Linked DNA regions of Callithrix jacchus: region 1 is linked to region 2. Evidence: chromatin contacts called from public Hi-C data. All regions are on one chromosome and are shown on one strand. The core of a region is the stretch at or near the end of the contact, and the rest is flanking DNA. Distances in the headings are between cores, read along the strand shown. Region 1 overlaps LOC118152327 (a long non-coding RNA gene). Region 2 overlaps KLF3 (KLF transcription factor 3).

Region 1 (4,148 bases), core at 643-3,142, 490 kb before region 2:
CCTGAAGTGCTGGGATTACAGGCATCAGTCACCACACTTGGCCTCCAAGTGGTTTGTATTTTTATCAAGTACCCTTGTCTTTAACTTGCCTTTAGACTTTGGTGGCTGTTCTCGATTAAGCAATATCTATTTTCTACTTAATAGGTAAAAAAGGCGACAGAAATTTCTAAAATCTAGGGTAACAGAAAAGAGGTGCACAGAACAGAAAACCGTGTGATCAGGGCCAGGTGGCCCGTTTCTACCAGACATCTGGGAGAGGTGAGATGCATGAACTGGGTGAACGTTTGAGGAGGAAGAGTAAAGGGACTTCACTTTTCCCAGCTCTACATTTGGAATATTCCTGTTTTCCTTTGTGGGTTTTTGTGCTCCTCAAAGGAGACACCTAAATTCTGAGGAGTGGCCAAGAGAAGGTCAAATTGCTGCTCACAAACAATGCATCAGGCAGGAGGATTTTTTGAGGCCAGGAGTTGGAGGCTACAGTGAGCTACAGTGGGGCCCCTGCACTCCAGCCTGGATGACAGAGTAAGGCCCTGTCTTTAAAATAAATAAAAACAAATACAAAACAAAACCCCAGTGAATCAAAACCTAGGTCCTTTCTTGATTTACCTGTATTAAAAAAAATTGTTGACGTTGCTTGTTGAGGGGAGCCGTCCTGAGATTTTTTTTTTGAGATGGAGTCTCGCTCTGTCGCCAGGGTGGAGTGCAGTGGCGCGATCTTGGCTCATTGCAACCTCCACCTCCCGGGTTCAAGTGATTATCCTGCCTCAGCCTCCCGAGTAGCTGATATTACAGGCGCGCCACCACACCCAGCTACTTTTTGTGTTTTTAGTAGAGACGGGGTTTCACCATGTTGCCCAGGATGGTCTCTATCTCTTGACCTCGTGATCAGCCCATGTTGGTCTTTCAAAATGTTGGTATTACGGGCGTGAGCCACTGCGCCTGGCCGCCCTGAGATTTTTATCAGACTAATTCCAGTGAGAAGAAGCAGAGTAAACCCAGCTATTTAGGCTCATGGGTCATGCACTTCTGGGCATGAATCAGCTCTCTGCATCCTGATGTTGAAATAAGTTGAAAGAGTCAACACGTTTCCCATTACTTGGTTAATGGGAATTAACCAAGTTCCCATAGTAATGGGAACTCTTACTATGGTTGATGACAAAGGATCATGAAGACTGAGGTTTCCAGACCCTGCTGGGGATACAGTGGGCATCTGCCAGCCACCATACTTTCTCTCCTGTGAATTCTCCTGCTCAGTTGTCTCCCTACTATGTGCTCTGAGCACAGGTGGGGAGGACCCTAAACCAGGGAGCAGCAAAAGGAGGGAAAAGAGCAAAAAGCAAGGCAAAGTGGCATGCCTGTGGCAAAACCTGCCAAGTGCTGTGGAGGTGCTGCGTGTTCTTAGAACACAGCCACGGAGTGGCCGGCGGCTGGCCTGGGTGTGGCTCCTGGGGGAGCTGCTGGACTCCTCTGCTGATGTCTGTTGCAATCTCACTTTCCTCATCTGGGAAATGAAGGCACTGGGGGCTGTGGGGGAATCTGTTTGCTCTGCCTGTCAATCGTTATTACTGAGGCTCACACATTGTTGAAAAAGTCAAAGAATATTTTAGGAAAACACATACTATAATTATTTGCTCATTCATCCATGGATTGATTTATCCTCTCATTGAACGTTTGTTTTTACACACCGATCTGTGCTAGGTGCTGAGGGTACCAAAACCAATAAGACTGGATTTCATGCGCTCCTGGGCTCTTGTGAGGAAGATAGATACATATGCACATCATTCTAGAAAACCGATCTGCTTAATATCAGAAGTGTGTGTATGTGCTCAGCTCTGCCTGGAAGTGTTGAGTAGGCTGACACAAGGGCCAGGTCTTACAGGAGGAGTGAGGATGCCAAGTGGGGAAAAGGCATTTCAGAGGAAAGTCTAGAGCTTGCAAAAAAGAACTGCCTGACAGCCATGGTGAGGTTGAAAAAGAGTTCAAGCTAGCAGTAAAAGGCAAAGAAGGAAACACGGATTATCCTATTCTATACCCAGGTGAGATTCCAGTTTATCAAGAGAGAAAAACTCTTCCTTCTTCTGTACGCTAAGAAACGCTTGGATCTTTGCATTGAGATGGCCCAACATGGTTTACATGCCTCAGAGTAGCCCACTGATGCTTGTTTTCACCAGGCCATGCTGAGGAAGGTATTTCTTGTTGCTGGTTCTCACATAGACCCTTGATAAAGGCTGAAGACTCCATTACGACTGTTGTGATTCTTACCCTTTAGAGTCAAAGGCTCCTTGGAAAATCAGAGGAAAATAATAAGCTGTCTCCCCAGAAGATGCACATAATTTGCTTAAAATTTCAAGGGTTTCCAGAACCATGCTCGTGACCCCTCATGCCCATGCATGCACTGCAGGTAAAGACCTCCTACCAGCCTTAGACTGTGAGCCAGACTGGAATAAGCCAGCCCAGACATAGAGCTTTATGGTGATCTGGCCTGATGTGGGCATTAAGTTTGGACACTGTTGAGAAAGAATTGTTACGAGGTGACCTTCCATGTGCTGTGGCCAAGTTTGGGTGAGGGCAGAGTGTTGGCAAATATCCTTTGCCCTGACTTCTTATGACTTGATGGTCCTGGACCTGGGAAAAGCAGAAGCAGCTTTGTAGCTTGGCTTGTTAGTTGCCTGCCAAAGGAGCGGTAATCTGCGACCAGATCAGTGTTTGGCACACTGTGTTTTCTTGCCATTTATTCACTTGTTACACTCGAGTGTGTATACTGGTTTGCGTACTTTCTTTTGACTTGGGTTGGTGTATCAACTAGAGCAGGAGGGGCCGCAGAGATGATAGAGGTGGACCAAGGCCGTTCTCAGATGAGGAAAAGTGGAGACAGATGTGTGGGGAAGTGATGGGAGCCGGTGGTCACCTCCTTATAGCCATAGCTTTGAAAGGAAGCAGAATCCTTTCTCAGAGGGCTTTGACAGGACTAATCCTAGAGGGAGGCAAGCGAGACATTTGTTGTGGGTACGAAATGCAAGAGGGTACCCACAACTCAGGAATCCAGACAAATCAGATTTTAATGCAGTTAAAAAAAATCAAAATGCAAAAAGTTCATAGTGAATAAAACATTAACGTTTTAAGTAAAGCCAGGATGCCCTCCTGTACTTGCAAGACTCTGTCTCACTTACTTTATCCTAATCCCCATCCTGGGCTTTCTTTGGAGCCAAGAAATGCATCCCCTCAAAGTCCCAAACTTGTATTTGACCAACACAGGTGAATTGCAGTAGAACCGGTACCTGGGCATTGCTGAGTTAGTTCTTGCAGCTGTCCAGGAATAGTTCCAGGCAGTAGGAGCACTGCTCAGGTCCAGCCTGCCCACCTTTCCCCAAGAAACGTTTGTTGGCAGTGACCCAAATCTTCCACCAGGTGGCACTCTTGCTCCAACCAGGTGCTCCTGAAAACAGGATTCTTAGCTAAGAGTGATTTAAACTAATTGCTACATTGCAGTTGTTTTTTGAAAGTACAGAAAAAATCCTGAGCAGGAACTGGGGTAAGCAGTGATGGGATACAAGGAGGATTTGAGGAGTATTCTGGAAAACCTGGAGCAAGGTAGGGCCTGATTGGTGGCCGGCCACAAGCTGTGCTGCTCTTCAGCAGATGAGAAAAGGAAGAATTTTAAACCGCCTTTTATTCTCAGGTGCAGTATAAACACATGTGGCATGGTAGAGAAATGTGAGATTAATGGTTTGCTGTGAAGTATATCCTGGTGGTAACAGCTCCGGCACTCGAGTCAGAAAGACCTGGAATGTTGGCTCCACCACTTCCTAGCTGTGATGTTGGATGAATGACTGGGCTTTGACAAGCCCGAGATTCTGCGTCTTTCATGGGGATTATTTTAGCTGCTCCTCCAGACCGCCATTAGAGGATTAAATAAACGAATGCACATAAGGCTGTTTGCACGGTGCCTGGCACATAGTAAGTGTTCAACAAAGAAGAGGTGTTATTATGGACTTTTAGGCAAAAGGCTGTGCAGCTAAGTTCCTGGGTCTGGCCTCCTTTGGCTGTTGCATTAATTAAGGAGGCAACCTCAGGGTGACCCAGAGAAATAACTTGATAATGAACCGTGGCTCCAGGAGAGTCAACCAGAAGAATTTCCCACCTGGATA
Region 2 (3,677 bases), core at 66-2,565:
TGTCTTTTTTGCCCCCTAATTTTCCTGTAACCAACATAAGGGGAAAGGGGAAGGTGCTTAACCATCACATGTAATGTGAACCTCTGTAAAGAGTTGCCCAGCAATCCAAGCAAGCTTTGCCGCTCAGAAGGGGCCGTACATATTGTTCCAGAAATGTCAGGGTTTATGTATTGAGTTAGAAACGCTGGTTGCTTCTCATCTGGTTATGACCAAGGAGTCTGATTTTAATTATGTAAATGGCATCTTTCATAGGTAAGGGAAACCAATTCCAGCCATTCTAGGGGTGGGGGAAAAAAGGAGTGGAAAGGTGGAATGAGGAGTATTATATTTTATTTTACTTTTTATTTATTTATTTATGGTTTGTTTGTTTTTTTTTCTTTTTGAGATGGAGTCTTGCCACATCACCCAGTGGATGGAGTTACAGTGGCACCATCTCGGCTCACTGCAACCTCTGCCTTCCGGGTTCAAGCAATTTTCCTGCCTCAGCCTCCCAAGTAGCTGGGATTATAGGCATGTACCACCACACCCAGCTAATTTTTGTATTTTTAGTACAAACGGGGTTTCACCTTGTTGGCCAGGCTGGTCTCGAACTCCTGACCTTAGGTGATCCACCTGCCTCAGCCTCCCAAAGTTCTGGGATTACAGGGGTGAGCCACTGCGCCCAGCCTATATTTTATTTTTACTAGTTTGTCTTTAAAGTACCCTTGAGATTTAGATGGATACCTTGTTTTGTTTTCTAGGCCATACACCAGAGCACCCTAGAAGGTTTAACTAAAAGAATGCTCATGTTTGACCCAGTTCCTGTCAAGCAAGAGGCCATGGACCCTGTCTCAGTGGTAAGTCTTCCAAAATGGAACAGCTCACCTTATTTTTTCCAAGTGATGATAACATTATTGTGTGTTGAATTACTCCTTAGAATCACTCATTACTTGACAGGCATTTCATAGGCAAACTTTTTCTCAACATCCCTAGGGATTCAATAGAATCCCTAGGTATGAGTGAGGGAATTACTGTCCTAGCTGCTATGGGTCCTTTAATAAATGGGTTCTGTGCTTCCTTAAGACCTGTGCCTGGCATCCCCGTAAGATATAATCAGCATAGGACTTAGGCCATAGGCAAATCCTCTTGGTACAGAAGTAAGTTTACAAAAATTCCTCAGCCCTTTTGTGTGTAAAAATATATTAAGAATAGAATGATTTGCTTAAAACCAATGACAACAGCCATATGGAGCTGTGACTATATGAAAGATGACTGAGGGAAGCCAGCGAGAGAAAGAACTTGGCAGTGAGGACAGAATCTCATTTACTTGGAAGAGACTGGCTGTGTAGGAATTAAGTTCATTGTCCTTTTCAGCACCTTAGCGCCAAGCCAGCCCCTCCTGTGAGCCAGGCCACTAGCTGCTTTTAGGCCACCAGGGACTAGCAAGGTTTCTGTAGGTACAACATCAGTGCCATGGAGGGGAGACATGGTGACAGAAAAAGGTGTCTTGACTTCAGAGACAGGAGTGGTTTCAACTTGAGAGATCTGCTTGAGTGAATATTGAATAACAAGGCAACGCCCCCACTCTGTCTTGCTCTTTTCTTCCACGGGCTTGGAAAATATTCACAAGGGGGAAAGCTTGGCCCAAGTTGTGTATCTGAAGGTTGGTAATAACACGCTTGCAAAATTAGATCATCCTTATGCATTGGCTCTGGAGGTTCCTGCCAAAAATGTTTATACAAGACACGGGGGTCACTCCAAGGCCCTTGGAGCTGAGTTGCCATGGATATTACTAAGCCAGTGAAGTGTTTACCAGTATCTATAATGGGAGTTAAGACAGAGGGGCTTTAAGGAAATAACATTTACATTCCAGCATGATAACTGAGTAGCCGAGTGTCTGAATATGGTAGCAACCGAGCAATAAGGATTTTATTAATCAAAAAACTAAATTATTCTTTTTTTTTTTTTTTTTTTTGAGATGGAGTCTTGATCTGTTGCCCAGGCTGAAATGCAGTGGTGTGATCTCAGCTCACTGCTGCCTCCATCTCCAGGGTTCAGGTGATTCTCCTGCCTCAGCCTCCCCCGTAGCTGAGGCACCCACCACCACACCCAGCTAATTTTTGTATTTTCAATAGAGACAGGGTTTCATCATGTTGGCCAGGCTGGTCTTGAACTCCTGACCTCAGGTGATCCACCTGCCTCAGCCTCCCAAAGTGCTGGGATTACAGGCATGAGCCACCGAGCCTGGCCAGAAAACTAAATTACTTCGAATGTTACACGGTACTGTCATTGTATTCATCAAATCCCCCTCCCCGCCATTACTGCATGATCACCACGTTAGAGGAAAATGAAGGTATAAAATTTCCCCATTAATTATATTTTTGGAATAGGAATAGAGGTTTTCAGCACTGGAGAATGATTGATTTTACAAACGGTGCAGAGCCACCAGTGATGCATTTTACCGTTCAGTGTACTTCCAGTGCTTTTAATCAGGCATGAAAATCAGGCTCAAGAGTCCAATAGAAAGCTAAAGGGAAGATCCACAGTGCTAAATTGGTGTGATATGTATAATTAAGTGTGAGGAAATGCACTTAACTGAAAAAAATGTAGAGTAAAATGAATTTGAAGTCACTGTTAAGCCCGCATTGTTATAACATGTTAATGCACGAAGTTAAAATATGTAGACATGTTTTTGCAGTTAATGATCTTTTCCTCCTTCATGTGCTAGATTTCAACTGTAACTGGCATTTTTAGAATTGAGTTTCACCAAAAGTTACTGCCAGTCCTTAAAATGAAGGTGTTTTTGGGTTTTTTTTCTTTTTTTGGTTTTAACTTTTTTCAGCAGGAAGTCTTTTTTTCTTAATTCAGTGAAACCTCAGTTAACAGAAACATTTGAGGAGTGGGGTGTTAAAATGGTTTTACTTTAAAAAATTAAAAAGCTTTTGTTCCTACTCTTAAATCTTCAAATTTCATCTTTTCTGTCTTCATAGGTGAAGGATATTAAACCTAATTTATTATTGCTTTTCTTTTCCAAATTCAGTCTTTGACCTGAAGATCAAAGTCTTTGGCTATTCAAGTCAGTGTTGTAAACATTAAGGCACAATAGGACATTGTAAAAACATTTTAATTTCTACTATGAATAAAAATATTTTATGATAACTTATTTCTCCCCTTCTTCCCGCCCCCTAAAAGGAGAGCACAGCAGAAGCAGTCTGCTCATTTGGTCTTTTGCTACGTGTCATTTCCCTCTTAACCAAATATAAGCGCTCATACTGTTCTCCACTAAGCCTTGTGCTGTGAGGCTTGGGGTCACACTATTAAAATTTGCAAGAATGAGGAACAGAATAGACTTTGCCTCCCCAAGTCTGTGCCTTAAATCTCTGCTACTCGCTGTCCACCCAGTGTTGACAAATCACCAGCAGCAATCTGAGCTTCCGGTTTTGTGGGGTTTTTTTTGTTTTTTGGGTTTTTTTTTTTTTAATTACAAAATATGAAACTGTGTGTAAAAAAATGCACATGTACATAAATTGTGGGTTTTCTTTATTTTTTACTGTTTCCCAAAAGATTGAAAATTAAAGGATTTAATTCAGGAAGTTAGCAAGAAAACAAATTGCAAAAATAAAACAAAAAGTACTCTTCTATTCCTGTAGAAAGATTACTTTTGAAGATGGGATTAATTATATTCTGTCATCTAACAG

The links. A called contact is a pair of places that touch in the nucleus more often than the background predicts.
Region 1: a contact with region 2 is called in a Hi-C map of skeletal muscle, with 9 times the contacts expected there. The contact joins two enhancer-like sites. A contact is called at or near these places in 3 of 3 Hi-C or Micro-C datasets (induced pluripotent stem cells and skeletal muscle).

Annotation. Positions count from the first base shown.
Region 1 is chr3:155,643,770-155,647,917 of calJac240_pri, reverse strand. All of the region lies in intron 4 of LOC118152327 (a long non-coding RNA gene), which reads right to left. Among named protein-coding and RNA genes, the nearest start is that of PTTG2, 220 kb to the left of the region's middle. Within about 2 kb of position 1,892, at least 2 of the 16 cell types and tissues checked have an H3K27ac peak or open chromatin away from gene starts, as enhancers often do.
Region 2 is chr3:155,149,214-155,152,890 of calJac240_pri, reverse strand. It overlaps KLF3 (KLF transcription factor 3), which reads left to right. Exons shown (of 6, transcript XM_078367392.1): 2 at 741-836. The coding sequence starts at 780. Among named protein-coding and RNA genes, the nearest start is that of KLF3, 18 kb to the left of the region's middle. Within about 2 kb of position 1,315, at least 3 of the 16 cell types and tissues checked have an H3K27ac peak or open chromatin away from gene starts, as enhancers often do.